7 separate regions of the Mus musculus genome follow, and regions 1, 2, 3, 5, 6 and 7 are each linked to region 4. Evidence: chromatin contacts called from public HiChIP or PLAC-seq and promoter capture Hi-C data. All regions are on one chromosome and are shown on one strand. Each heading gives the region's core, a stretch centred on a gene start, on an enhancer-like site or on the middle of the called end of the contact. The rest is flanking DNA. Distances are from core to core; before and after follow the strand shown. Region 1 holds the start of H1f10 (H1.10 linker histone). Region 2 overlaps Rab7 (RAB7, member RAS oncogene family). Region 3 holds the start of Chchd6 (coiled-coil-helix-coiled-coil-helix domain containing 6). Region 4 holds the start of Abtb1 (ankyrin repeat and BTB (POZ) domain containing 1). Region 5 holds the start of Hmces (5-hydroxymethylcytosine (hmC) binding, ES cell specific). Region 6 holds the start of Rpn1 (ribophorin I). Region 7 has its middle 9.4 kb from the start of Mir6376.

What was found. Promoter capture Hi-C pulls out the DNA fragments that hold promoters and counts their contacts. HiChIP or PLAC-seq counts read pairs in DNA pulled down with a chosen protein or histone mark.
Region 1: a promoter capture Hi-C map of liver shows a contact between it and region 4, with 2.3 times the contacts expected there. The contact joins the promoter of H1f10 here to the promoter of Abtb1 in region 4. A contact is called at or near these places in 3 of 39 promoter capture datasets (embryonic stem cells, hippocampal neurons and liver) and 2 of 115 datasets of contacts at active chromatin or transcription factors (embryonic stem cells and pancreatic cancer cells).
Region 2: a contact with region 4 is called in an H3K27ac HiChIP or PLAC-seq map of embryonic stem cells, with 10 read pairs. The contact joins the enhancer-like site here to the promoter of Abtb1 in region 4. A contact is called at or near these places in 2 of 39 promoter capture datasets (the 3T3-L1 cell line and the HPC-7 cell line), 2 of 115 datasets of contacts at active chromatin or transcription factors (embryonic stem cells and large pre-B cells) and 1 of 9 other capture datasets (embryonic stem cells).
Region 3: a promoter capture Hi-C map of pre-B cells shows a contact between it and region 4. The contact joins the promoter of Chchd6 here to the promoter of Abtb1 in region 4. A contact is called at or near these places in 11 of 39 promoter capture datasets (the 3T3-L1 cell line, the C10 cell line, cranial neural crest and 6 more), 1 of 15 datasets of contacts at CTCF or cohesin (large pre-B cells), 2 of 484 Hi-C or Micro-C datasets (CD4 T cells and regulatory T cells), 6 of 115 datasets of contacts at active chromatin or transcription factors (astrocytes, differentiating embryonic stem cells, double positive thymocytes and 3 more) and 3 of 9 other capture datasets (adipose tissue, liver and pancreatic islet).
Region 5: a contact with region 4 is called in a promoter capture Hi-C map of liver, with 5 times the contacts expected there. The contact joins the promoter of Hmces here to the promoter of Abtb1 in region 4. A contact is called at or near these places in 2 of 39 promoter capture datasets (hippocampal neurons and liver), 2 of 484 Hi-C or Micro-C datasets (the Ba/F3 cell line and CD4 T cells) and 2 of 115 datasets of contacts at active chromatin or transcription factors (embryonic stem cells and large pre-B cells).
Region 6: a contact with region 4 is called in a promoter capture Hi-C map of neural stem cells. The contact joins the promoter of Rpn1 here to the promoter of Abtb1 in region 4. A contact is called at or near these places in 12 of 39 promoter capture datasets (the 3T3-L1 cell line, the C10 cell line, the HPC-7 cell line and 10 more), 1 of 15 datasets of contacts at CTCF or cohesin (the NIH/3T3 cell line), 3 of 484 Hi-C or Micro-C datasets (CD8 T cells, embryonic stem cells and nephron progenitors), 16 of 115 datasets of contacts at active chromatin or transcription factors (the SCID.adh cell line, T-cell acute lymphoblastic leukemia, astrocytes and 7 more) and 2 of 9 other capture datasets (adipose tissue and liver).
Region 7: a contact with region 4 is called in an H3K4me3 HiChIP or PLAC-seq map of fetal liver, with 4 times the contacts expected there. The contact joins the enhancer-like site here to the promoter of Abtb1 in region 4. A contact is called at or near these places in 11 of 39 promoter capture datasets (the 3T3-L1 cell line, the C10 cell line, the HPC-7 cell line and 6 more), 31 of 484 Hi-C or Micro-C datasets (the AtT-20 cell line, B cells, the Ba/F3 cell line and 20 more), 14 of 115 datasets of contacts at active chromatin or transcription factors (the NIH/3T3 cell line, astrocytes, embryonic forebrain and 8 more) and 1 of 9 other capture datasets (adipose tissue).

The regions. Positions count from the first base shown.
Region 1 is chr6:87,979,507-87,983,514 of GRCm38.p6, forward strand. H1f10 (H1.10 linker histone) reads right to left here and starts at 1,976. Exons shown (of 1, transcript NM_198622.1): 1 at 915-1,976. The coding sequence starts at 1,850. The coding sequence ends at 1,284. It overlaps Gm5577 (predicted gene 5577), which reads left to right and starts at 2,177. Exons shown (of 2, transcript NR_026990.1): 1 at 2,177-2,378; 2 at 3,454-4,008.
Region 2 is chr6:88,011,001-88,014,598 of GRCm38.p6, forward strand. It overlaps Rab7 (RAB7, member RAS oncogene family), which reads right to left. Exons shown (of 6, transcript NM_009005.3): 2 at 2,638-2,698; 3 at 1,307-1,433. The coding sequence starts at 2,690. Among named protein-coding and RNA genes, the nearest start is that of Gm34872, 7.8 kb to the left of the region's middle. Within about 2 kb of position 1,796, at least 33 of the 459 cell types and tissues checked have an H3K27ac peak or open chromatin away from gene starts, as enhancers often do. A contact at or near this core is called in embryonic stem cells, where this site is marked.
Region 3 is chr6:89,594,328-89,598,520 of GRCm38.p6, forward strand. Chchd6 (coiled-coil-helix-coiled-coil-helix domain containing 6) reads right to left here and starts at 1,325. Exons shown (of 8, transcript NM_025351.3): 1 at 1,132-1,325. The coding sequence starts at 1,218.
Region 4 is chr6:88,840,123-88,843,789 of GRCm38.p6, forward strand. It overlaps Abtb1 (ankyrin repeat and BTB (POZ) domain containing 1), which reads right to left and starts at 1,813. Exons shown (of 12, transcript NM_030251.3): 1 at 1,647-1,813; 2 at 716-778; 3 at 588-643. The coding sequence starts at 1,702. Podxl2 (podocalyxin-like 2) reads right to left here. Exons shown (of 8, transcript NM_001347327.2): 7 at 3,385-3,564; 8 at 2,435-2,854. The coding sequence ends at 2,645. Gm15612 (predicted gene 15612) reads left to right here and starts at 2,732. Exons shown (of 3, transcript NR_045880.1): 1 at 2,732-2,974; 2 at 3,359-3,667.
Region 5 is chr6:87,911,615-87,915,329 of GRCm38.p6, forward strand. Hmces (5-hydroxymethylcytosine (hmC) binding, ES cell specific) reads left to right here and starts at 2,362. Exons shown (of 7, transcript NM_173737.2): 1 at 2,362-2,397; 2 at 2,877-3,081. The coding sequence starts at 2,899. Copg1 (coatomer protein complex, subunit gamma 1) reads left to right here. Exons shown (of 24, transcript NM_017477.2): 24 at 558-1,981. The coding sequence ends at 688.
Region 6 is chr6:88,082,151-88,085,905 of GRCm38.p6, forward strand. It overlaps Rpn1 (ribophorin I), which reads left to right and starts at 2,323. Exons shown (of 10, transcript NM_133933.4): 1 at 2,323-2,644. The coding sequence starts at 2,381.
Region 7 is chr6:88,111,873-88,115,468 of GRCm38.p6, forward strand. No RefSeq gene overlaps it. Among named protein-coding and RNA genes, the nearest start is that of Mir6376, 9.4 kb to the left of the region's middle. Within about 2 kb of position 1,464, at least 41 of the 459 cell types and tissues checked have an H3K27ac peak or open chromatin away from gene starts, as enhancers often do. A contact at or near this core is called in the Ba/F3 cell line, the G1E-ER4 cell line, the HPC-7 cell line and 4 more, where this site is marked.

The DNA.
Region 1 (4,008 bases), core at 726-3,225, 860 kb before region 4:
AAAGCCTAGGCCTGAGTGGAAGTAAGAAGCCAATGGGAGATGGGTGACAGAGAAGGATGAACCAGAGAGCAGCATGTGAGGGATAAACCACTGGAAGGCAGGTACAGAGTCGGGAATTATGAAAAGACGACGAGGAATAATAACCTGAAAGGCACCCAGAAGCTCATGAAAAGCCTCCAGTGGGTTAGCAGGGTAAGAGTTAGGTTAGGGCTTTCACCAGCACTTGGAGAAGAGCCACCCCTTAGCCTTCAGGAAACCTCAAAAAGATCCATGGAGCAGCGCAAGGCTGTTTCTTAGGCCCAGCTGTTATGACCCTGTGGACTGAGCCGTCTGGAAGTCATTGCCTCACTGACCAGCTTGAGGGTGGTCCACCCCAATTCAACATGATACCTGCCTATGCCCTTTGCAGGGCAACTTCAGCCAGGTACCAGACATCCAAGAGGCAGTGAAATGCCCACTTTGGGCAGCTCAGTCTGCTTCATGATCACACCTGCCAAGAAACACTGGTCCCTTCCCACCCTCAAGACACTGCCAAGACCCAAAAAGGTGATACAGGGAAAGAGCACCATGTAACCCTCCCCTAACTCGGGTTCCATCTCACCCTACTTGTATGTGTACATACTGTTCAGAACCTTCCTAGTCTTCCATTTGGTAAAACTGTCCATTATGTTGCACTAGATCCTGAGGTTTAATTTCCAACATGTAGAAATCTTTTATCTTTTATATGCTGGACACTGCAGCAACCCAAGACTGGGAACCCACTTTTACAAGAGTTCTCCACTGGGCAGCTGTCTCTGGGCACATCTGTCCCACCTCTGGCAGCGCCTGCTAGTTGTCTAGCTGGTCTTAATGACCCTCGACTCCCCCGCAGGAACCCCAAGCAGCCTCCAGCGCCCACAAGACAACGACAATGGTCAAGGTTGGAACCGTTTATTGCGCCCCAGGAAGGCAGCGGGCGGAGCAAGGCGCCACACAACCCAAGCGCCTGGTGGCCATCAGCGGGCACAGTAGGCAGGCGCCACCAGGCCATTGGCGCCGCCGGGCCGGTAACCATGGCGACGGCCGTTGCCAAGGGTGAGAGCCAATGGGGGCGTCGCCAGGGCCGTTTCAAAAACCTAAAGCAAACAGAACGCAGCATCGCTGGGGGAGGGGCGGGGGAGGGGACAGGGATCAGGGACCTGGGCCAGGCGGAACCCTACGGAACCGGTACACCGAGGGTGGGGGGGGCGGATAGGGATAGAGACAGATGGAAAACTCGACGATGTCGCCAGACCGTAGGGGCGTCACTTGCGGCCCTTGGGCACCTTGGGCACGCTGGGTTTGGCCGCCTTCTTCACTTTCTTCGCGCTGGCAGCAGCCGCCGCCTTCTTGCTCTTGTGCGCGCGCCGCTCCGGCTGCGGCCTGGCGGGCGTTCTGTCCGCCGCCGCCGTGCGCGCCTTGGGCGCGGGGCTGCTGGCCGCCGAAGCTCCGCGCCGCTCCGCGCCGCCCTCCAGCTTCTTGCGGTTCAGCTTGAAGGATCCGTTGGCGCCGGTGCCCTTCACCTGCAGTAGCGTATCGTTCTGCACCAGCGCCCGGATAGAGTACTTGAGGTAGGTGCGCCCGTTCTGCTGGTCGAACCATGCCACCTTCCTGGCCTCAGCGTAGATGCGCGCCAGAGACGAGCCGCCGCGCTCCCCCAGCTTGCGGATGGTCTCCACCACCAGCTGGCTGTACTTGCCTGGCTGGTTCTTCTTGCGGTTCTTCCTTCTCTTGGGCTGCGTGGGCGCCGCAGAGCCGCCGGCCTTGGCCGTCTTGCGGGCCGTCCCGTCGGCGCTCGTTGGCGGCAGGGCCTCCTCAAGCTCCACCGACATGGTGGCCAGCGGGTTGGCGGCAGGCGGCGCGCGGTAGCCGGGGGGCCGCGCCGGGAAGAGGAAGGCGAGGGGCCGCGGCGGCGCCGGGGGACTGGGGGCGCGCGGCGGCTCCAGGCGGGAGCGGCCGCGGCCGGGCCTGGGACCAGGCGGCAGGGCTGAGGTGCGGGCGGGGGCCGGGCCGGCCGCGGCGGGGCTGGGGGGGTGGGATGCGGAGAGGAGCCTGCGGGGAGCGCGGCAGCACTGCGCGGGCTCCGGAGCTCTGGGCGTGCGCGCTACGCTCTGGCGGAGAGCGCGCCCCGCTCCGCTTTTATTTCCCCGTGGCGGACCACGTTGAGAACAACAACAGCCTGGGCCCAGTCCAGCGCCAACTTGTGCTTCTTGGAGCGCCTTCCGCGGCCACTGGCTCCTCCGCCCGCGGCTCCCGGGCGCGGCTGCACCCTCAGCAGTGTGCCCTGGACAGCATCCGAGCCCGCTGCGCTGCGCAGAGGCGGCCTGCGCCTAGGACGGGCTCAGCGGAGCGGCTCAGAGGTGTGTACCCCAGGCTATAGGAGCATGGAGGAGGGGGGCGCTCGATTTGCAAAGGATTAGCACGGGCCCCGGGCGAGACCCCAAGACCGAGAACTTTGCAGGCGGCAGACAAGAGTGCTCCTCAGGCACCTGAGTTGGTTCTGGGCCCAGGGGACCACAGCCCTGCCCGCAGGAAGGGCATTAATTTGTCCCAACTAACACAGGGTACGCCCTCACGCGGCCGACAGGAGCAAGGCAAAGCCCGAGAGCGTGCTGGGGCGGGGGTCTTCTCAGAATCCTAAGGGGAACCAACAGAAGGGAATTGCCCTGAGGTTGCACGCCTGGCATCTCAAAGATGAGTCAGTGCAGGCACGACCACAAGGGCCTCTCCCTAGACACTTCCTCACCACTCTCTGGCCCCAAGTACCCCATTTTGTGATGCTTAAGTAGCCGTCCCTGGACCCCTCAGAATTAGATGGGGGCTCCAGGATGGAAAAGTGTAAGGTTACCCTTAAGGCATTTCCCTTAGAGGGTGTGGCAGGGGATTTGGCTTTTGAGGATCCTGCCGGCTTTGGGGGATCGAATACTGCATCACTTGGTGCGGGAGGACTTGAAGGAGGTGGTGGTACAGAGAAGGACCTGAAAGCCTGGGAAGTAGTCCAACGGTGGAGAGAGGGCTGTGCAGGCAATGGCCAGCCTGCGGAGGACATAGTAGACACCACTAAAGCGTCCAGGCCAGCTTTGTTCCAATAGGTAAGCAGTTCCCTGGCCTCTTGGGTGAAAAGAGGGAGTGACTGCCTGTAGATCAAGAAGGCCCAGATTCTCAGCCTTTCAAACTCAGTACTCGTGGGTGTGCCAGCCTCCCCGCACCCCACGACCTCATCCCCATCAAAGGAAGGATCGTCAGGAAGTGGCCAGGGTTTAGCAGAGCCCAGAGCCCAAGTCATCCTCTTGTGACTCGTTCTCAGGAGGAGGGCCAAGGGGCCTGTGAGTTTTGAGGGACAGCGGGCTATAGGGTGCAGGCTCTCCTGGACTCACTACCCTCTTTTTCTTTAAACCCCTTCCGTGGGCTGATGACACTCACTCCTATCTCCAGCTACCAGGAGCCCGCTGCTGCTGCTGCTGCTGCTGCTGCTGCGTACCCTGCGTGCTGGAATGCCATGCTGCCCTCAGGCTCAGGCAGAAGCTTCAATCAGGACAGATGTTGTTCACCAGACTGGTGTCTGTTGGTCCAGTCAATCTGAGGTAAGACAGACAAAGCAATGTGAGAATCTAGTTTGTCTTTCTTGTTAAGAGTCAGGAAACTTCAATACAATCGATAAGCCCAAAATTACCCACAGAGATGCTGTTTTTTCCTAAGGCATGTAAACATCAAATGAACTGTAATTAATTACGCAAGAATGCTTAGAACATCGAGTTGTTACCTTATTAGCCCTTCCCTAACATCTAAGACTGCATCCCATAAAAACATTATTTCATTCACAAAAGGAAAATTTAAGATTTTAAAAAGTGAGCTAGTGCATATATTTCACTAAACTTTTAATCTTTGCTTGCACTTTAATGACGTGGAAACTTAAAGAGTTCTTTGGTTGAATGGGGTTTGCAAACGTGAAGGAACGTTTAGCTGAAGTGGACACAGGAAAAGGATGTT
Region 2 (3,598 bases), core at 546-3,045, 830 kb before region 4:
TTAATATTTGCTATCAGAAGTTAGGAAAACCCAGAAAGATTTCCAAGCTGAAGCACTGAACAAAGGCACTTAGATAAGCTACAGAACTTTAATCCCAGCACCCCAGTGCAATTTATGAGTTCAAGGTCAGTCATGAATACAGACACCAATGCCTCCAAAAGAAAGAAAGATAAATAAATAAAGATATTTTAGAACACAGAAGAAACCGGTAGGTTGCTAAGTTTAGAAAGGAAAAAGAAGGGGCTGGAGAGATGGCTCAACAGTGAAGAGCACTGACTGCTCTTCCAGAGGTCCTGAGTTCAATTCTCCCAGCAACCACATGGTGGCTCACAACCATCCTTAATGAGATCTGATGCCTTCTTCTGGAGTGTCTAAAGACAGCTTTAGTGTATTTACATATAAATAAATCCTTATAGAAAGAAAGAAAGAAAGAAAGAAAGAAAGAAAGAAAGAAAGAAGGAAGGAAGGAAGGAAGGAAGGAAGGGAAGGGAAGGGAAGGGAAGGGAAGGGAAGGGAAGGGAAGGGAAGGGAAGGGAAGGGAAGGGAAGGGAAGGGAAGGGAAGGGAAGGGAAGGAAGGAAAAAAGGAAGGAAAAAAGGAAGGAAAAAAGGAAGGAAAAAGAAGCTAGGCATGGTAGCACAAACCTTTGATCCCAGCACTTGGGAGGCAGAGGCAGGTGGATTTTTCTGAGTTTGAGGCCAGCCTGGTCTACAGAGTGAGTTCCAGGACAGCCAGGCTATACAAGGAAACCCTATCTTGAAAAAACAAACATAAATAAATAGAAAGGGAAAAGAAATGAAAAAAAAAAAGACAATAACTGTAGCTAAAATTAAATTTTACAAAAATTCCTAGTTGTCTTGTAATATAAATTTCAAATTTAGGATTGGGGTGTGGCTCCGTGCTCATGCATGGCGGGAGCATGTGCACTCAGCCTGCATGGGGCTCGGGCTCTGTCTCCACCATGCTCCCGACCGTGCTTTTACTGCTATTTTATCCAACAACACTATTTGCAGCCAATTATCCATTCTCCACAAATATAATGGTAAGTTTGAAAAGCACGGAGGTATGACAGACAGTCTGGATGCAATCAACTGGGCCTACACGAGGGCTCAGCACAGAAGGTGCTACCCAGAGGTGAAGTGCTCCGCACAGAAGCTTCATGACCTGTGTTTAATCCCTACAACTCACAGAAAGGAAGAAAGCAAGCCAACTCCACCCCCACCCACCCACCCACCATTTAAAGAAGACTTCATTTAAAGAAGACTCAGTAAGCTGGCAGTCTGGCTCCAGGCTGAGCAGTGGCTCACCTGCATGGTAACAAGTCTGTCGTCCACCATCACCTCCTTGGTCAGAAAGTCCGCTCCTATTGTGGCTTTGTACTGGTTACTGAACTTCTTGTTCACATACTGGTTCATGAGAGAGGTCTTTCCAACACTGAAATTGAACAAAACCCACATGTCTGAGTCAAATAAGGGACTGAAAGGGATTTGTGTTTACAATGTTCAAAGCAACATGCCTGAGCTAGGAAGAGCGTTTAGTTGGTAGAGTGCTTGCCTGACATACACCAGGCCTGGGTTTAACTCCCGGTACTGCAACAGTTTAAAAACAAAACAAAGCATTTTACTAAAAGAAACACACACAAACTCACTCACTCCTAAATGGAACTTTGTGATAAGATCACTCCAAACGGCTTTGTAATCTCAGGTGTTTATGCATCACTCAGTGTGGTCAAGTAACACCAGGAGGAAGCCACTCAGCAGTATGTAGCCAGAAAGGAATGTTCCAAGACAGGTGTAGCCCCACATGCCTGGAATTCAGTGCTTAGAGATAGAGGCAGCAGCACTGAGAGCCTGAGGCTAGACTGGGCTGCACAGTGAGTTCAAGGGCATTGAGCCACAGTTTTTGTTTCAAAACTAAAGCCCAAGCAAAACAACAAAACAGGGCCTGTTTGATGGCTAAAGCGAAAGGCACCTATTGCCAAGCCTGAAAACTTAATTCAATCCCAGGGCCCCCAGAGCAGGAGGAAAAACAATTCTTGCACGGACCTTCACACCCACACGCATATGCACATACATAATAAAACATTAAGAATGTCCCTCCCAAGGAATTTTTTCACCAAGAAAACTCACCAACCAAGTGTTCAGTAAGATAAGGGTAGGGTCAGGGTAATGCAACCTAAAGAAAGCGCCAATGCTTTCCTTGTTCAAGGCTTTCCACAAAGAGTGCACATACATACAGCCTAAGACAGTAGTGCTTGCCTTGCCAGGGGTATAGCGCAATGGCTGACCAGTGGTCTAAGGTGCTGGTTCTACCCAGTTCTGCAACACAATTAGAATTTACAGAAGTAGAGTGAGGTCTGTAATCCTCAAAGGCCTTGAGACTCCTTTCAGACAGTATGCCATTTCTCACAGTCCTGGGCAGGAGACACTATTCCTATACTCTACCCCACTGGAAGGCACTTTCAAAAACAAGAAAATACTTGTTTGAGGGTTCCTTAAGCATTTCAATAGGCCAAACACAGGAAACCCCAACAGTAAAGGATAGAGGCCAGGCCCAGAGCCGAATGTGGAACTGCCTTGAGATCAGTGAGGATGAAGCTCCAAGCCAATCTGAGGTCAGATTCGTGAGAAACACTTACCCAGAGTCCCCCAGGATGATGACCTTCAGCAACACTTTCTTCCTAGAGGTCATCCTTGAAGCTGTCGGGAGGAGAAAGTGCAGGTGAGCTGAAGAAACATTAAGGCAGTTTTGCATTGTCTACAGTGCAGCCACTCTGGTCTGCCAGGAGCTGAGCCCCAGCCCTCACTCAGACTGGCCCCCGGCCTGTGAACCCTTTAGCTAACCTAACAAGACAGCAGGGCAGGGGCTGAACGGATGCCGGTGCCCTCTCTCTCCTCAAGTGCTGGGTCCATTACTGGCATCAGCAGTTGGGATTAACACTCCAAACAGACTCACAAATCTCACAAGTGAAGATTAAGCACTACTTTCTCAGCAAAGGAACCTATTTCCTTCCTTCCTTCCTTCCTTCCTTCCTTCCTTCCTTCCTTCCTTCCTTCCTTCCTTCCTTCCTTCCTTCCTTTTCCTCTCTCCCTTCCTCCTTTCTTTCATTTTTTAGAATCAGGGTTTCTGTGTGGCTCTGGCTGACCACGAGATGGTCTTTAACTCTGAGACCTGTCTGCTTTTGCCTCCTGGGCATTGGGATTAAGAGTGTGTGCCACCACAGCCAGTTAGGAACCAATTTAAGGAGCGCCCTGTGCTGGCTAGTTTTATGTCAACTTGACACAAGCTAAAGTCACCAGAGAGAAGGGAGCCTTAACTGAGAAAATATTTCTGTAATATTTTCTGTCAACAAGTCTGTAGGCCATTTTTTTAATTAGTGATTGATGGGAGAGGGCACAGCCTTTTGTGTGTAGTGCCACCCCTGCCTGGGATTTTGGTCCTGGATTCTATAAGAAAGAAGGCTGAGCAAGCTATGAGGAACAGTCCAGTAAATAACAATCTTCCATAGCTTCTTCATCTCAGCAACTGTAACCTAAGACACCCCTCCCTCTCCCCCAACTACTGTTTGCTGCTTTAAAACACTTACATAGGCCGGGCGT
Region 3 (4,193 bases), core at 75-2,574, 750 kb after region 4:
TGCCATGCACAGGTATAGAAGAAAGTCTAGCAAGAAGTTTAACAAACAGCTCTGGAGCTGACCTACTTTATAGTCTTGGGTCTCCTACTTTGTTACCTGTGTGACCTTGGACAACTTATGCCAATAGGACCTCAGTTCCCCATAAGCTACAAAATGGACTAATCAAACTTTTGGTGGTATATGCCCCTCCTTAATCCTAGCACTCATGAGACAAGCAGACACAGAGTCCTGGGCCAGCCTGACTTAATATTGAGACCCTGTCTCAAAACAAAACAGAGGAAGAGGTACTAACAATTCTACTGCTCATTGATTGGTTGAAAAATTAAATAATACCTGTAAAGAGCTGCCAGTCTGAAATAAAACAGGAGCTTTTATTCTTGTAAGTTCCGGTGATAAAGTCATGAATTACACAAGAACTTCAGCCAAGCTATCAGCTAGAGCTCTAATGGGAAACACAATAAACACAATTTGTTTCAAACTGTGTTGGATGCTGAGAAAATCATAAATGTGTGGCAGTAGTGTGGGAAGTCGCTTGAGACTGTGGTCAAGGAAGGATTCTTGGATGACACCTGAGCTGTAACAAGAAGACAGCCAGGTTAACGATAACTGAAGAAACATCGAACACCTGGGATCTTCTAGGAAGAACAAGGAGGTCCTGAGGCAAAAATAAGTATCTTATGAAGATGAGGAAACAGGCCAGGAAAGGGATGGGAAGGTCAGTGGGCACCAGCACATCTTGTAAAAGCCAAGTGAGGCTATTCCTCCTGTTCGACGTGGTAAGGACCAACTGTAGGTTTTTAGTTGAAGAGCGGATAAGGCATATGACCTAATACACAGTAGCTGAAACTCTCCTTTTGCTGCCTCACGGAGAAAGGCACGTGAACAAGATTGGAAATGGAAGAACACTTTCAAAACGTGCTGCAGCACACGCAACGAGAAGCACAAGACAAGTGAAACCGGGTAGAGCACGGAACAAATCCGGAACCGAGAGAGCCAAGGCGGTGGAAAATGACTTGAGGCGGCCGGCTGCCCCCGAGTGCCAGCGGCCCCATGTATCTGGTCCCCGGGACGGCGGCTCCCATTCCCGCCCGCACGCTCCTCCGGCCCGCGCCCTCCCGCCGCGCCGCTCACCCGGATGCCCTGCAGCACCCGGACCCGCTCCTCCTCATCCATCTCGAAGGACACCCTTCGGGCCTCGGCGCTCTCGGCGCTGCCCATGACAGGAGGCGGGCAGGGCGTGAGGCCACGCGAGCCGGCTCCACAGCAACCAGGACGACGCTGCTCAGCGGCCTACGCTCGTCACTCGGGACACAGGCCAGCAACACTGCGCTCTATTGGCTGCTGGGGCTGGCGCGCGTTGCCCTGTGGGATTTGTAGTCCAGCATTCTGGCGCCATTAAAAAGCTCTGGAAGGGGGCGTGGCTCTCTGAGGTAGGGGTACCTGTGGGCTGGAAAATTGGACAGAGGGCCAGCCAAATAGACGCTGAGACAAGGTCATGGTTTCTTATAAATCTTATCCCTGAAGCAAAGTAAAAGTCGTGTTCTAAGAATAAACTACCAAGGATGCTAAGACAACTGTTAATGATCTATGTTCATGTTAAGCATTCAGCAGACTTGTACTGAGCCACCCCATGTAACCTGCTTGAGTCATGAAAGAAACAAATTTCAAACACAAGTGAATCTACTGTAGTGCAAGGGAAACGACACTGTAATACCGCGAGACAAATTAATAAATTGTGGCAACCTCACAGATGGAGCCTTTACACAAATGGAGCCTTTAAGACCTAAAGGTGAGTGTAGTTTGCCATGAGATGATAGAGAAAGTACTATGCTAGGGACCAACTGTTAATCCCAATGATGGGAGGAGAAAGACCACCGGCCCAAACCATCCTGGGCAAGTTAATTAAAACAAACTTTTAATTCTTGTACATAGGCTGTCTTCTCCTAAGATGGAGTTCAAGAGGTCAGACTTTGAGGTAGAAAAGATTTTTATAGGTCAAGGATAAGGGGTTTCCAAATTTGAGGAGGGGTGGGGTATGGGAGACAAATAGACACAAAATATAACTAGTTAGTCTTAACCTCTTGTGAAACAAAGGCATGTTTCTTAGTGTTTCTATTGCTATGAAGAGACACCATGGGTGACTCTTAGAAAGAAAAATATTTAGCCTGGTGTGGTAGCCCATGCCTTTAATCCCAGCACTCAGGAGGCAGAAACAGGCAGAAACAGGCCTGTGAGTTTGAGGCCAGTCTGGTCTACAAAGAGAGTCCAGGAGGGCTTGTTACACAGAGAAACCCTGTCCAAAAAAAAAAAAAAAAAAAAAAAAAAAACCCTAGGACTGGTATGGTGCTAGAGGAGGGAATGAGAGTTCTGCATCCTGGTTGACAGGCAGCAGGAAGTAAGATGGCTTGAGCTTCTGAAACCTCAGAACCCATACCACCCCAGTGACACACTTCCTCCAACAAAGCCACACCTACTCCAACAAGGCCATACCTCCCAGTAGTGCCACCATTCATTCTCTATGGACCAAGTATTCAAACACATGAGTCTATGGGAGCCATTCCTATTTAAACCGCCATAACATGTTGCAAGTGTTAGAGTCTGAGAATCACTGAAGGAAGGCCCCAGACTCAAACAGTATGTAAAGGCAAACAATATTTATTCTGCAAAAACAACCAGCATGCGTGGGTCAATCATTCATCAAAATGGTGACCAGAAGAGGAGCTCTTCTTAATCAGGGCTAGTGGAGTTTGCTGAAAGGGTTAAGTAATCTCTAACATGATTAGCTAGGTGTATGGCAGTTACATTAATACAATTTCTGATTGCTTGCTATATTAGTTTTACCATTTTTGGTCAGGAATTTCAGAAACTAGCCCAATTCAGAGTTTGTTATCTCTCTCAGCCAGTTGTCCCAGGAACTGACTCGGTTCTGGTTCATTCTCCCTCTCAGCCAAAAGTCAGGACCCGTATTGACTAACGATCCATTGTCTGTGACTCTCCCAAGGAGTCTTTCCTGCTTCTTTGGGAAACTGAAACTTAAGGCCTAATATGGCTGCCTGTTCTAAAATGGAGTGGTTTAGATCCTCTCATAAAGTGGTCCTAATAAGGTACTCATAACAAAGTGGTCAAGTCATAACAACAGGTACGCATAACAAGGGTACCTGTTATGGTACCTGTTGTTAACGAGAATTTATAAGTGTTGAAGATTTTCTCTTAACTCAGCTAGCTTCCAAATAATGGATACAGGGCTATTAGATTTATTTAGCAGCTTTAAGGCACAACAACTGAGCAGTATTAATCTATTTTAATCCTCTAAACTAATCTGGCTACCTCCCAGTCAAAATCCCCAACATTGGGGACATTTTTTATACAACAATGAGACAGGAGATTCTCAGAATAAGGATTGCAGCCAGATATGTGAGCACAGAAATTAGCATTTGAATAAAACAAGGATAATCTTTACACAGTGCACAATAACCTTTTGCCTACACAAGGTAGTCATAGCAACAGGTGGTCATAAAAACTTTTGAAACAAAAGCATGGTTGACATTTCCTGAAATATGCAGAATAGATTCATTTGTAGTTAAGGTTATCAGTGGGGCATAGCCTAATACTTGAGAAACAGATATTTAATCATAAACTGAAATTAACCTAGTTTGTCTTTATTATAAAATGTCTTTCAAGCCTAAAGTAGAAGCAGGCTGGCTAATCATCCTCCTTTATCTCAGGTGTCTCTGTTAAATTCCTTATAGGGTCTTAGAATTTTTTATCGAAGGAGGAGGGCAAAATTTGCAATGCATCAAAAGATACAGTGCTCATTCATAAATTATATCTATTTGATTAGCGTAGAAAGAACAAAAATTTTAAGATCATATAATCTTGGTATGCCAATAGGTACTATAGGTAGTCATTTTTGTCCCTTCTGCCAGGGAGTTTCCTCTTGATCTAATATTCCAACCATCTGTTGAGGATAAGGGGTGAGTATCATCTTCTGTGACTACGTCCTGCTGACATTAGGACACTATTGTCGAGTTCCGAGAAGACTGGGATGTTGGTGAGAGGCCAGGGCAAGGGCGCATTCATCTAGTTTGTTGTCCCAGTGGAAGAGACAGGGAGTAGTCACATCAAAGGGACTGTTTGCATCACTTTTCAGTTTGTACAGCAGTCTGTAGCCCACAGCTGATTTCTGAATGGTG
Region 4 (3,667 bases), core at 563-3,062:
TGGCAGCCACATGGGGAGAACTGTGAAGTGAGGTGGCTAAGCACAGGGACTTGAAAGAAGCGGGAGATGCATAGATCTAGGAAGGAACTCCAGTCTAAGCAGGAAGTACTGCAACTGAGAAGACCCTGAGGTAGGAGATGGGTAGGTCTAGTGGGGCAGCCAGCAGGTGGGAGACCCAAGGAAGGCAAAGTGAGAGGAGGTCAGAGTGGGTCTCACAATGTAGCCCTGACTAGCTTTGAACTTAAGATAATCCCTGTCTCGACTTTTCTCTCTCCCAATAATTTAATTGCAGGTGTGGGCAACCATGCCCACGTGCTTTTATCCCAAACACTCCCATCAGCTTTGCTGTGGAAAGATCCTCCTGCCTGCAAATATGGAGATCAGAGAGTCAGTTTAGCAGACCAATGGTGGTACAGTACAGGAGACAGCCCCAGAACTGGCCTGGGTGTCAAGGGTAACGTGAGAAAGTGGATAGAGGGTTAGAGAGTACTATGTGTTGACTTTAGGGAGTTAACAAGAAATCAAGGGTGCATACAAACATGGAGCAAGGTCTCAGAGCTTACAGGCAGACCCTGACCCTCTCTCACCATTAGCCAACAGGTAGCGCACCAACTCCTCATGCCCACAGAGGCAGGCATAGTACCTAGGAAAGGGGGAAGCTGTCAGTAGGGTAGGCCCACCCTGCCCACCCAGCTACCCCACCGCTCACACTCACAAAGGGGTGCTGTCCCACTTATCCCGCACGTTCACCTCCACGTCTCGCTGCTCCAGCAGGTACCTGGGCAGGAAGTTCAAAGCCTGGGTCAGAATTGCTTCTCATCTGGGAGAGAGACAACCAGGAAGGGGAAGGAGGCCACATCTCTCTGGGCTAGGGAATGCCTCTGAGAAGGGTAAGGCCTGGGACTACACAGGTCTGCAAGGGTCTGCAACTGTGAGTTGGGTGATGGCTTCATGGACAGAGGCCAAGCCCCAGGTTCAGAAGGCTGAGAATTTGGTCTTTTAATATCTGGGAGAGAGAAGGTGATGGGGCCCCTAATTCAGCCTGGGGAGCCAATGGCAGGGAAGTCAGAAGAAAGCTGATGCAGGCACTGGGGGCGGGGAAGGAGGGGAACAGAACAGATCTATGGAAGAAGTGGAAAAAACAATTGATAAAATGTTGAGGAGAAGAGGTCATGAACCAGAAAGCGATCACTGGGACATGGCAGCCCAAGGAGGCTATCTGAGGCAAGACCTGAACTCTCAGAGCTGCATTCAAATTGAGGGACGGATCATTAACTCTGAGGTGGCATCTGGTGTCGGAGAGAGCTGCAGCTTGGTCACATCTGTTGAGGACCAGGGGACTTGGAAGGAAGGGCCATGGGAGAAAGGAGTCTATCAAAGAAAAGGGTCAGGATCCTTCTCTTCCCTGCCTGCCCACGGAGATCACGGTCTCGGCGCCAGGCTGGTAACTGGCTGCACCAGCGGCGCCTGCGCCTCTTGGAACCTCCACGGAGAGGAGTCGTTTCCCTGCACCGAGCTAAGTAAGGGACCTAGAGCCCGATCTCCCTGACTCGGTCAGCTTCGGGAGCCCCACGGCGCCCAACCCCACACCCGTGCCCGATAAGCCCTGCGGACGCCTGCCCGCCTCCTGCACTTCAGGTTCTCACCGCACACGGCCCACGTCCCCTTTCCTGCAGCTGGCAAACAAGTCGCTGGTATCCATGGCGAAAGAGACTGGACCCCCGGCCGAGTGATCTCGGGAGTCGTCTGTGCCCGGCCGGATGTAAACACTCACCGCCCCGCCCCTCGCGGCACGGCCTAGCTATGCCCGCCTGCGACTCCGCAGCGGCGCCTGCCGCCCGGAGGACCGTCCGGCCCGAACCCCGCCCTCGCATCCAGAAGGCCGCTCCCCAAGGCCGCACCCAGTAACCTTAACCACGCCCACTTAGCCTCTGGGGACTTCTAGCCTTCACCCCGCCCACCCGTCTAGAGGACAACTCAATTCCCCCAGGTTCCGCCCACTCGCCCGAAGAATAGCTCACTACCAAGACCCCGCCTCCTCAGAAGAGCTTCACCGGAAGAGCAGTTCGCTGCAGGCCCCGCCCACATTTCTTGGGATCCGTTCTGAAAACAGCACCTCCCACAGGCTTGGAACGCTTGTCAGTCCTGAGTCTAGCTCGGTTCAGGTCCCGCACATCAGGCCGAGGCCTCGCCCACCAGGACTTTTCCCAGCCTACTTCAGGCTCAGCCCACCCGGCCTGGTTCCACCCAGATGACCTTATACTCCCTACCCTCCGCCCACATATCCCTAACCACGCCCACAAACTCCATGAAATTCCCAGCCCACCCGTCCTTGGCCACGCCCAGCCAGCCTCCCTTGCCCCACCTACTCCTCCAGGCCCATCCCACCCACTCCCCGGAGTGCAGCCCTCGGAAGGCAAAAAACAGGCGTGGAGGCGGAGCGGCCCGCGCGTCTTAGCGGCTTTAATGGAGTCCTGGCGCGGGGAGCGCGCTGGCCTCGGGCAAGCGCTCGGGGCCGGGCAGGGCGGGGTGGGAGCTGCGCCGCGGTCGCCTGCTGCGGTGGGGAAGCATAGTGGTCCGCGTGGAGGACCGGGAGGGGCGCGGGGCCGTGGCGTCGGGCAGTCTCGCGCCCGTGGCCCGGCGCTCACAGGTGAGTGTCCTCCTCGAACACGTCCGAGTCCTCAGGGTCGCGTTTGCTGCCCATGAGCGCGCTCCAGCTGCTCGGGCCGTTGATGGCCCCACCGTTCAGGCTGGGCTGCTTCTCCTGCATCTCCGACTGGCTGTCGCTGGCCACGTCCAGCGTGGGATTGTCGTGGCAGCCGTTCTCCACGAAGCGCAGCTCCTCACCGTGCGACTGCAGCAGCAGGAGAGAGCGCTAGGCGCGCACAGTGGTTGGCCACGCCAAGCCCCCAGGGTACTACTCCCTTGGGGCCCAGGATACAAGTGCCTGCAACTCAAACCTAAACCTCTGCAGGTAAACCCTGTGACCCCCTTGGTGTCACTTGATCCCTTCCAACAGCGCATTATACATGAGACAGCCCACTCAAAGCATACGAGATAGGGCAGAATGTGCAGGGCCTGCCCCCTTTCTCTTGTGCAGGTTGCAGGAGCCTTTGGCTTCTAGGACTGAGGGGAGCAGCTGCTCTCAAGCCTTGCAGAATGGGGCACTGGGGTTAGGAAGAGCTGGAGGAGAGGAGGGATCCCTTGGTGAGACTTAACTCCCCCTCACTGTGTATCTCCTCGAAGACCAGGCTCAGAGAGGGTAGATGGTGGCACTGAGCACAACTGAGTTGGTACAGGTTTCTAGGTGAGGCTCTTGGGTAGCACTGGGTGATACTAGCCACACTCTGCCCTACAGTCCTAAGCCCTCCCTGGCCTACTCACCACGTGTTTGAGCTTGGGCATCCGGCGCTGCCAACAATTGTAGAGTAGGCCAAGCACAATGATGATGAAGCAGATGACACCAATGATCACCAGCACTACAAAGAGCGTCCCGTAGTCACTGCGCACCTGGGTGGCTCGTGCCTGGCAGCTGCTGGTGGTGGAGTAGTTCTGGATGCCAATCTAAGAGTGGGGGTATCAGGAAAGCCCTAAGAGCTAACATTCCAAGGGTGAGTTAGAGCCCCTGACAGCCCTGGGGCCTGGACCTGCATAGAGGGGCATACCA
Region 5 (3,715 bases), core at 1,112-3,611, 930 kb before region 4:
AGTCTGTTGTTGAGACACACCGAGCCTTGGATAGGTTTTGTGTGTGTGTGGGTGGGTGGGGATAGTTATTTTGGGAGTTGGGGGCTGGGTGTGTTTACAAACATGGTTGGGAAGGCGTTCTGCTTCAGTGAGTGCTCAGCAGAGCACTCTGGCCTTGATGAAGCAACTCAGTCCCCTGGGTCTGTCAGACAACTGCTTTGTGGTTTTTTTCTTATAGGGCTCGCCCCCTCATCCACACTCTCAGATTCAGCCACTGTCTGTGAGCCTCTAATATGAGGTATAAGCCTTACATACCCGAGCGTTCACTTGAGCCTGGCAGGAGGCTCAGGTGATGTATAGTTAGTGATGTATGCAGTGATTGATAGTTACTGCAGCACTATGTCCTTAAGGGTTCCAGAGCTCAGGGAAGCAGTGAGAGTTGTCCAGGCCTCCCAGTTGTGCCTCAGTGTGTGCGGTGGGGGTGGGGTGGAGTGGGGTGGGGTGGGGGTGTTGATCATGTGTCACTCTCAGCACAGCCTCCTTCAGCCTCACAAAACTCTGCTTCCTCTCACTTACAGGAGTATTCCGGGGTGGTCATGACATCCTTGTGCGTTCTCGGCTTCTGCTTTTGGACACAGTGACGATGCAGGTGACAGCCAGAAGCTCAGAGGAGCTGCCAGTAGATATCATCTTGGCATCCGTGGGCTAGAGGTGGCCTAAGCCCCACTCCTATCTTGTCCAACACTACGTCGAAGCCACTTCTTCCCTGTGAAGCCGGTGGAAACCCTTCCCCAGACCACTGTGTTAAGAAACAATCAAGAGTCAATACAGATTTTTTTTTTTAATTCCATCCTATCATTCAGGAATGCTAGGGTAGATTTTGTCACCATGCCTGCAAGGAGAGACAAATGAATAAAATGTTCAGACTTTCTCTTAATATTTATACTCAAAGAAACCGTCTCATCCCTATGATAAGTCAGCATGTATTTCTTGAATAACTGCTGCTTCTGCAGGCTCGTGCTCAGGGCCTCCACTTCTCCCTGAGGCCTCCCTTCACCAAATGGAGCGTGTGCATAGCCCCTCGGGACTGTCAGTGCCAAGCTTAGGGTGGGGTTAAAGGCTAGCCGAATGACAACAGCTAGCAGGTCTGGTAAGCCACTCATCTACAGGCATCTGTAGATGGATGGGTGTCCAAAGGTCCTTAGAGGGTGTCATGATCTGCTCTGGGTCTATGAGTGGGAAAAACAGTATCTGCATTCCTTTTGGGCTGGAGTAAGAAATCCTAGGGGATGCTTCAGGGCTTGGGCTTTAAACTCAAATCAGGTGGTTTAAACTGTTGGAAACACTTGAAGAACTGGACCTCCTGTGAGGCTACTCAGATGGCTCAGCAGGTAAAGGTACCTATCAGGACGGACTACCCACTTGGTAGAAGGAGAGGACCATTTTGCAATAGTTGCCGCCTAACCTCATGCACACCTGTATACTGTATGCACATGCACATGTACACATTAGAACAGAGGCCTGCACCTTTAAGCCGAATCCCATAACATGAAGACATCAGGCTACACTTGAGCATCGTTAAGCTGTTTTAGCTATGGCCTATTTCATGACTGGTCCTGGCTCCACCATGTACTTGGTCAGGCATGCAGTGGTGAACTAAGTAACGTGGTGTGAAACTTCCTAACAGGTTATAAAGAGATTTCTCATTTGGGGGGTTTTCTCAAGTAGGTGACCTGAAGGCTGCTCCCTAAAGACATCCCTCTGTCCCCCACCTTCCATCCCTCTCCTGGGGACTGAGCAGTTGCTCTTGCCTGGCCTCTCTGCCTCATTCCATCCCTTTATGAAGGCCTCTCCAGGCTTTAAAGGAAAGCCTGACCTTCAAGGCCACATCCTGCTTAGCCCTTCCTGACTGTATTCTTCCTGCCTAATACCCTCCCCTTCTACTCCCAGGCCTGGTCATAGCCTGGAAGCCATTCCATTCAAATAAACTTCATTAAAGAAATTGGTGTCAGCCTCCTTTTGTGAAGATTACAGCTTACTCTAGTTTTATTTAAAGGCTTGCACACACCCCACACACAAATGTTAAAAAGGAAACCAGGTGGGGCTTCCTGACCCTTAGGGGTTTGTGGGAATAGCTAGAGAGTCTCAATTCGGATGGCCTTACACATTGAGGGTGGGCAGCACAGGTTTTCTGGCTTCAGATTCCGGCCTGGGAAGGGGGACCCTGAGGCCTCCTGGGGTGCCTGTCTCAGGTCAGTGCATTTTGTCTTGCTTCACCTAGCCACACCCCCACCTGTGGGGAGGGAACCCCGACGGCGCGACGTCACGTCGGGGGCGGGGCGGGGTTACCGAGGAGCGGGACGGGCGTCTCTTAGGCGGACGCTAGCTGCGAGGAAGGGTGGACTAGACCCTCGGGCGGTGAGAGGACGCGGGCGCGTGGGGAGGGCCTCGTTGAGGGGATGAGGACGGACGGGCGGGCGGGAGGAGGGCCGCGCTGAGGAGAAGCTAGCGGGCGGAAGAGAGGACCCGGCGGAGGGGACGCCGGCGGGCGGGCAGGCGAGGACCGCCCACGTTCCGAGCTGGAGCCTTGGCGCCGACAAGGCCCCGCCCGGGACCTGAGCGTGTCCCCGCGGGGCGGTAGTGCGGTGGCCGCGGCCCGCGAGTGTCGCTGGCGTCAAAGCCGAGCGCTCTCACCTTTCCCTGCTGCGTCCGTGGGAAACAACCTGGGAGGAGCGGCTTTCTTTCTCGCCCGCCACCCGAGGGCCTGCTTGGGGACTGTGGGCCCCGCAGTGGCCGGGACTGGCTGACCTAACGGAGCCTCCGCGGAAGATGTGGCTTCGCGGGGAGATTGGCGTGACCTAGGGAGGAGAACCTTAGGGTTTTGTGACTTTCTCTAGGTCTGAGCGGCAGCGCTGAAGTATGTGCGGGCGAACGTCCTGTCACTTGCCCAGAGAGGTTCTCACCAGGGCCTGCGCCTATCAGGATCGGCAGGGCCGGCGGCGGCTCCCGCAGTGGAGGGACCCCGACAAGTACTGCCCCTCCTACAACAAGAGCCCGCAGTCCAGCAGCCCCGTGCTGCTCTCCAGACTGCACTTTGAGAAGGTAAGGAGTGTGTCAGCACCATCGGAGCTTCTGGGCCAGCATCGCCGTGGCCATCTGACTCGTGACCCATGTGCCGCCATCTGCCCAGCCTCCGGAATGACCCGAAAAGCAGCCTTTACAGATACATTAAGGCCCTAATCCCTCTGGGTCTCTGCAAGAAATAAGTCAGCATTCTTCAGGGTCAGTTAAACTGTTTGAATGTATGCCCAAATTATGTGAACCTCATATCTGAATACATTTAAGAATTCTTTTGAGACAGAGTCTTAACTATGAATGTAGCCCTGGCGGTCCTGGAACTCCCTATAGAGGCCCAGCTGACCTCAGATTTTCAGCAAATCTGCCTGTCTCCAGAATCCTGTATTACAGGTGTGTACACTCTGACACGCTTGACTCTCTCTCTCTCTCTCTCTCTTTTTTTTTTTAAGATCGCATTTTTCAAGTATTACTGATTTATCAGCGTCATCTGTCCTTATATTAAAAACAAAAAAGCAAAAACCCAAGTGTGGTGTCACACACCTTTCATCCCAGCACTTAGGAGGCCGGAGGAAGGCAGATCTCTGAGTTGGAGGCTAGTCAAGGCTGCATAGTAAAACTGTGTCTCAAAAAACTGATTTGTGGAGCTTACAGAGCTTGC
Region 6 (3,755 bases), core at 1,073-3,572, 760 kb before region 4:
ATTTTAGGTGTCATTCCTCGGGAGCTGTCTACGTTGTTTTCAAGACAGGATCTCTCACCGGCCTGACGTTCTCCAAGCAGGCTAGGCTGGAGAGCAAACTCCCCGTGTCTACCTCCCCAGTGCTGGGATTGCAAGGCTGCATCACTGTCCTTGGCTTTTTTTTTTTTTCCATGAGTTCTGGGGATCAAACTCAGATTTTCGTGCTTAAGTGGCAAGAATTTTACTGGCTGAGCTATCTCCCTAGTTACCCTCTTAACACTCTCAATAATGACTTTGTTATTTTTAAACATCTATTTATTTTATGTGTCTGAGTGTTCTGCCTGCATAAGTGTCCATGCACCACATCCTTGAAGTGTGAGTGGAGTACAGAAGGCAGTTTTAGATCCACTGGAACCAGACTTAGTGTTGTGAGAAGCCATGCAGGTCCTGGGAATTGAACCCTGGTCCTCTACTAGAGTATCCAAGAGAGGACTTAACTGCTAAGCCTCCTTTCCAGTCACCTAACTCTATAATTTTTAATTTTGGAAGAGTTGAAGAAAAATTGTCTCTGATGTTGGAGTGTTATTTTAAATGGCTACTATATTGCCCCTGCTATCCTCTGCAGAGCTTTGCCCTGGTGAATGTGTTAATAGTGTGGTCAGACTTTCTATTGTTGTTGTTACATTAAGGCAAAGTATTTTATGTTCTTTATTCTTTATTCTTTCCTTAGCCTCCTAAATACTGAAGCATTACAGGCATGTACCACTACTACAACCAGATAGCATTAAAAAAAGATTTATTTTTAAATTTATATTTATGTGTGTGTATGTGAGAGAGAAAGAGATACAGAGAGACAGATAAAGACAGAGACAGAGAGGAACAGAAGGAAGAACATCTGTGTATGGATGTTTGTGGAGGTTAGAGGGCATCAGATCCTTGCCTGACAGGCAGTTGTGAGCCTGGGAACCGGAAGAATTCAAGTCCTTTGAGAGAGCAGCAAATCCTCCTAACCACTAAGCTGTCTCTGCATACATAATGTATGTACTCGCGTGCAAACAGTAAGTAGTTTTGTTTTCTGGGCCATATAGTCTGGTTTGCAACTACACTACTGTTACTGTTGTACTGTGAAAGCAATCATAAGCTACGGACAAATGAACGTAGCTATGTTCCAATAAAACTTTATAGACACAGATAGATTGTTGGCCTGCAGGTGCTAATTTCCTGACTTCTGCTTTGTAGGGAGGAGCATGGCCAGCCCTCCATTCTCTCTTCTCATTGGCTGGTATCAATGTTTGAATATTTCCATCTCCTCCCAAAATTTACCTTCGAATTACATCCTTCAAGCAACAACATTGGGACGCATTCTCATTTGGGGAGTGGAGACTGTACACAACCATTGTGCAGGGGGCTTGGAGATTTTATAGGGTTGAAAAAAGGGAACTTTAGGGGAGCAAAGTTTTATCTGTAGATTTTTTCATATATATATATATACATATATACATACATATATATATGTATATATGTATATATATATATATATATATATATATATATATATATGGTTTCAAGGCCCAAAAAATGCCATTGGATGTTTTCGTCACTAAGCTGGCTTTCTTGTCAGGTGTATCAGTACACTGACTACAGTTTCTCTGCTCACTTGAAGTTCATTGTTTTTGGTCATTAATTCTTCAGTGTGACTTTGGGAGATGATAGCACTAGAGGAATCCATCTGCAAGATGCCTTTGTAAAAGGGCTTGCCTCAGAGAGACCCTTTCCTGCCTTTCTGTCATATGACGATATGCAATGCCTTCCTTAGAAGGCATGCAATGTCAAAGTGCCACCTTGGTAGTAAATAGCAGCCCTCACCAGACAGCTAGTCCTGCCAGTGACTTCGCCTTGGACTCCTACAACTGTGATAAATGTCAACAGGTATCTGAGGTTAATATCATCAACCTTGGTTAGTTGCTTAAGGTTTCTGCCATCACTCACATTAATGGTTGAACTAAATATTAGAGGAGAGACTTGAGTTTCTGGAAATTTCCCATTTTCCTTTAAACTTTTGCCCACTTAGCATTCGTATCACTATAGAGAAGGCAAAGTTAGTTCCTTAGACTAAGCTATAGTATACTGTTTTTGAGCTGAGAGGCCAGAGTTATTTTGCATAAGCATGAAGGAAACAGACAGGATATAAGGAAATCAGGGGTGAATACGGCTATTAAGCGCCCCAAGAAGTACGCCTGCACTTTAAGATTTTCAATCAGGCGCCCCACGATCGCCCGGTTGCCCTGGAGACGGGGTCCTTTCTGACCGGGCCCAGCCATCTTGTGGTGCTGTTGGCCAATCAGCGGTTGCGCCGTGGCGGGGGGGCGGGGCGCGTGTCGGTGGCGCTCAGCTCGCGGTCATGGAGTCGCCGGTCGCCTTGCTGTTGCTGCTGCTGCTATGTCTCGGGGCCTTGGCCCCGACGCCCGGCAGCGCCTCCTCGGAGGCTCCGCCGCTGGTCAACGAGGACGTGAAGCGCACGGTGGACCTGAGCAGCCACCTAGCCAAGGTGACGGCTGAGGTGGTCCTGGTACACCCGGGCGGCGGCTCCACATCACGAGCCAGCTCTTTCGTTCTGGCCCTGGAGCCAGAACTGGAGTCGCGGCTTGCGCACCTAGGCGTGCAGGTGAGCGGAGGGAGGAGCCGGCGAACCTCACGCGGGATGCCTGAGGCGATCGGGGATCCCTGGGGAGGGGCGGGGAGGTTGAGGGCGTTAGGGATCCTCCAGGTGTCTGGTTGTCTGAAAGGCAGGTGTTGGAGGGGGACAGCGGAGAGGTTGGGGTCCGCCGTCTCTCTTGTCCGCGTGTCCTCTCGGACACGTCAGCACAAGCTTCCGAGCGTGGGGCACCGCCCACGTGGCTGCTCTGGAGCCCAAGGCGACCCCTTGGTCCCCTGGCGACCTCCTTCCGCACCCCAAGAGGATCTTGGCTGTGGCCGGGTGCGGTACTTCGGGTACCCAGCTTCTTTTCTGTCCCCTGGACTTGCTCGTCTAGTGGAGGACTATCAGTGAGTTAAGACAATTTATTTCCTGAATGCAATTGACTGGTGTAGTCTGTTCTCTCCAGACAGCAGCGTTCAGAAATACAGCAGGTTTCTGGTATTAAAGTTTGTCATTCCTCGCACCCGGTTAATGTAACACTCCTCTGAAAGCTGCTGCTTAACGCTTTCTTAATGTTCAGACTAATTGAAGAGTCAGCCCCTTATGCTGTACAGAAAGGTGAAGCCCAGGTCTGTTCCTCCCCACCGTCTCTCATTGGAACACTTCAGCATTTAGCCTTCTGTACTTTTCATTGAATACACTTTTATACCTTTCAAGGAAAGAAATCGCTGGCTTTGGGAATAGAGGGAATATCCACACAGGTTAATTTTTATTACTGTTCTCATTAACTATATTCATTAAGTGATTACCCAATTTACTAGGAGACTAAGCACACCACATTCTTTTTAACTGTATGGAGCTATAAAGCTGGACTTATAATAGTCACTGAAGTGACTCCTGTCCCCTTTACATTGAAGCCTTGTTCATGCTCAGCATGGCTTTCCTCAAATATTTCTGGAAAGACATTCATGACTTCATTGGATGCTCAGTCCTGTTTTGTGAAAATCAGTCATGACTTAATGAAGTCATAGTATAATCAGATCACAGCAGAGGCTTACCACCCTGCTGCTGTCCTGGTGGGAATTGCATACAAGTTGGGTCCCTCTACATGGCTCAGAGCATCCAAGTTCAATTCCAC
Region 7 (3,596 bases), core at 214-2,713, 730 kb before region 4:
TTCCCTCTTTTGCATCCTCCCTGACTCCTGGATTGAAGAGAATGAACGGGAGCTAGAAGTCATGCAGGGCTGTTCCTGGGGCGCAGGGCAGTGATTGTTCGTGGGTGACATAAATCTCTTTAAGGACACAGAGCTGCGTCTAGACTGTGTGCTCTCCACTGACCGGTCTCTCACCGTCATGGGTCACTTTCTTGGATTTTTGCTGCATTTGAGCTTTACACAGTTTTCCTCCCTCACCCCTCTCTCTGAGACAGTCTCATGTATCACAGGTGAGCCTTGTATTCAAGATGTCGTTGAAGATGACCTTGAACTGCTGATTCTCCTGCCTCCACCTCCCAAGTTTTGAGATTACAGGTGTGTAATGCCATGTCTGGTTTTCACTGTTTTCTCTCCATATTAGTCAATCAATCAATCAATCAGTGCTAGACAGGATCTCATTTTGCAGCCCTGGCTGGCCTGGAACTCTATTTGCTGTTTGTTTTTTGAGACAAGATTTCTCAGTGAATCCCTGGCTGTCCTGGAACTTGCTCTGTAGACTTGGTTGGCCTCAAACTCAAAGATCCTCTTGCCTCTGTCTCCCTAAAGGTAGATGTCACCACCTCCCAGCTTGGCCCGAAACTCTTACAGAGCAGGCCGGCCTCAAACAGAGATGGCCTCAAACCTTTGCCATCTTCCCTAACCCAACCCCTGTGGCATTAAGGGCACTCGCTAGCATGTCTGGCTGCCAAGCTTTCTTAAAGGTGGGTGTGGGGGCTATTTACAAAGGTTTGGAAAATAAACCCTCACTAGGAAGCAAATAGAAAGGTAGGGTTGGGTTAGGTGGGATGCTGCAGCTGTCTTCCGGGACCTGTAGCCTTGGCAAAGTCATCCAACCGCTAGGAACTTTGTTTCCATCTTTAAAATGCAATAATGTTTGTTCCTTAGAGTGGTGTGAGCCTGAAATGAGTCTGCCAGTGGGGTGGCTCCTTTGGTGGTGGCAGTCCCAGCTGGGTAACAGGAACACACTACAGTGCTAATGATAAGAAGATGCAGCCTGGCAGCTCACAGAGCACTGGTGTCCTCCAGCCCCCAGCAGAGGACTGGGGTCCTCTATGCCTCTCTGCACAGTGACATGTGGGGACTGCTCTGGACATTTTCTAGATCAGGGATGTAGAGCAACTTTGAGTTTTGTCTGTAGAAGAGAATAATCTCTTGTTTTGAGGTCACAGAGCAGGTAGCAGGCACTCAATGAAGGCTGTAGCCCCTGGAATGTACCACAGCACTGCGGGGCAGCACCTCTGGCTGCTCTGGTTGTTTTGTGCATGTGGCCTATCCCTTGATTTTCTTGTTGCAAAGTGAATTGGTGTCTCTGGCCCCAGGGCACAGGGTCAGGGAAGAGCTGGGTTTCACCTTGCTATATGGGGTTCGGGTAGGGGTTGAATTGGAGCCTTGTAGCCACTAGAGGGCACTCCAAACCCTGCAAATCCACCCCTGCTTGGGCCTCAGGGTGGACAGAGGGTGGGTGTCTGCATGCAGAGATGGAAGGAGCCTGGATACTGGGGCCTCTCACCCTTCGTCCCTGTTTTGCCCACGTTGGCTGTGGGTGGCCTTGCTGGCCTCACGCTCTGATCTGACGTAGGCTCATCCTGAGATCCAGCGCAGAGGGCTCCGGTGAGGATCAGGGATGAGTGAGGCCCCAGACAGTCACCTTGTTGACAGGTTCACATTCTAGGTTTGGGCCCTTACACCACTGGTTCCTTTCTGACTTCTTCCTGGTGCAGGGATGGGACCCAGAGCTTGGGTGCACTAGGGTACTGAAGCACAGCCCAGCCCCCATTAGTTCCTGCCAGCTACACCCCCTGCAATCATCAGAGTAGAAGTTGTTATTGAGGACACCAGGGAACACTGAGAATGAGAAAGAGCTGAAGAGCTGAAGCCCTCAGCCCTTGCTGTCAGGTACCTATGAGGGCTCTGCACAGCAACAACAACAGAAAGCCAAAATTCATAAAACAAAACAAAATATGCTCTCTGAACCCCCAAGACAGAAAACAGTGGTAGGTCACAAACAGGATCTGTGTGATCAAGAAAGCAGGGGACCCATCTGACTGGGTCAGCACCCCCCCCCCGGGGATTCTGGGTAATCACTGGGGGTTGGGTCCATGGGGGCCAGAATGTTCTGCTGGCCTTGGGCATCAGAGGCAGCAGCCGATAAGTCGAGACTAGGGTTGATGGGCCAGCAGACCACGGTGGCTCTTTGATCCTTGGAGTGATTTACTCAGCAGGAATATGTATGTCACATGAGAGGCTTGTCCTCCCAAGCCTGGCTGCTGGGACAAAGCTGCCCTTTCCTCTTTCCTAGGCTAGCCCGACTCCATGTGGGGTTGTGGGGTCCTAGGTGGCTGTGGTCAGCTCATGAATGGTATGTCAGGAGCTCCAGAGAGCGAGTCCGTGGGAGGTGAGCTGAGTGCTCCAGTGAACAGGCATCCAAGCACAGAGGGCCAACGGAGCAAGACAGGACCCGGGCCTCGGCCCTCACCCTGCTCCACTGGAAGACTCTGGTGGCTGGTTGGGGCCCAGTATGAGTGGGGCCCCCATGAGTGTATGGAGAAGGCCTACCCGGCGTGAAGCTTTCTGTCTCCACACCCAAGCTTATACTTCATCTGCTATCACCTCCCTCCTCCTCTGTCCTTTGGGCCCATTGCAGCACTCCTCTGTAGGCTCCAGGAGGTGCACATGTGTTTTCAATTGTAAAAACAATGCATGCTCATAGCAAGCCTTCAAACTGTCCAGAAGGCACAGAAAAGAGAGCGGAAGCCCCACCTTCCTCCCACTCTCCTACCCACCTAGAGCTTTCTTAGTGGATTCCCTGGAGGGTTTCGTTTTAACTGTATGTCTCTGTGCTCTGCTCCACATCAGCTCCCGTGGCCTGGGCCAGACCCAGATCCACACAGCATGCATTGAAGATGTTGCACAGGATGGCTATGGAGGGGAGGTGTGTGTGACATACAGAGAGAGAGACAGAGAGAGAGTCAGAGAGAGAGAGAGACAGAGAGAGAGAGAGACAGAGAGAATGAGAGACAGTGAGAGAATGTGTGTATGCACGTGTGTGAGTGTGTATGTGTGTGTGTGTGAGAGAGAGTATGTGTGTGTGTATGTGAGTATGTATGTGTGTGTGAGAGAGACAGAGACATAGAGACAGAGTGAGAGAGTATGTATATGCACATGTATGAGTGTGTATGTGTGTGAGAGAGTGAGAATGTGTGAGTGTGTGTATGTATGTGTGTGAACGTGTGTGTGTGTGTGTGTGTGTGTGAATGAGTATGTGTGTGCCTCTCCTTCTTTCCCAATGAGGTTCCTCCCAGCAGCTGAATCTTCCCTGTATGACATTCTGTTAACATTATTACAAGTTAAATTCAGGACGGAATGTGACAGCATATATGTATAATTCCAGAACTGGGGAAGTGGAGGCAGGAGGATTAAGAAGAGTTCAAGAGCATCTTTGACTACTTGTTGAGTTTGAGACTAACCTGGGTTACATAGGACTCTGCCTCAAAACATCAGGTCAAATTAAAACAAAACAAAAGAAATAAAAAAATCAACTTGAATTCAAAGCTGCA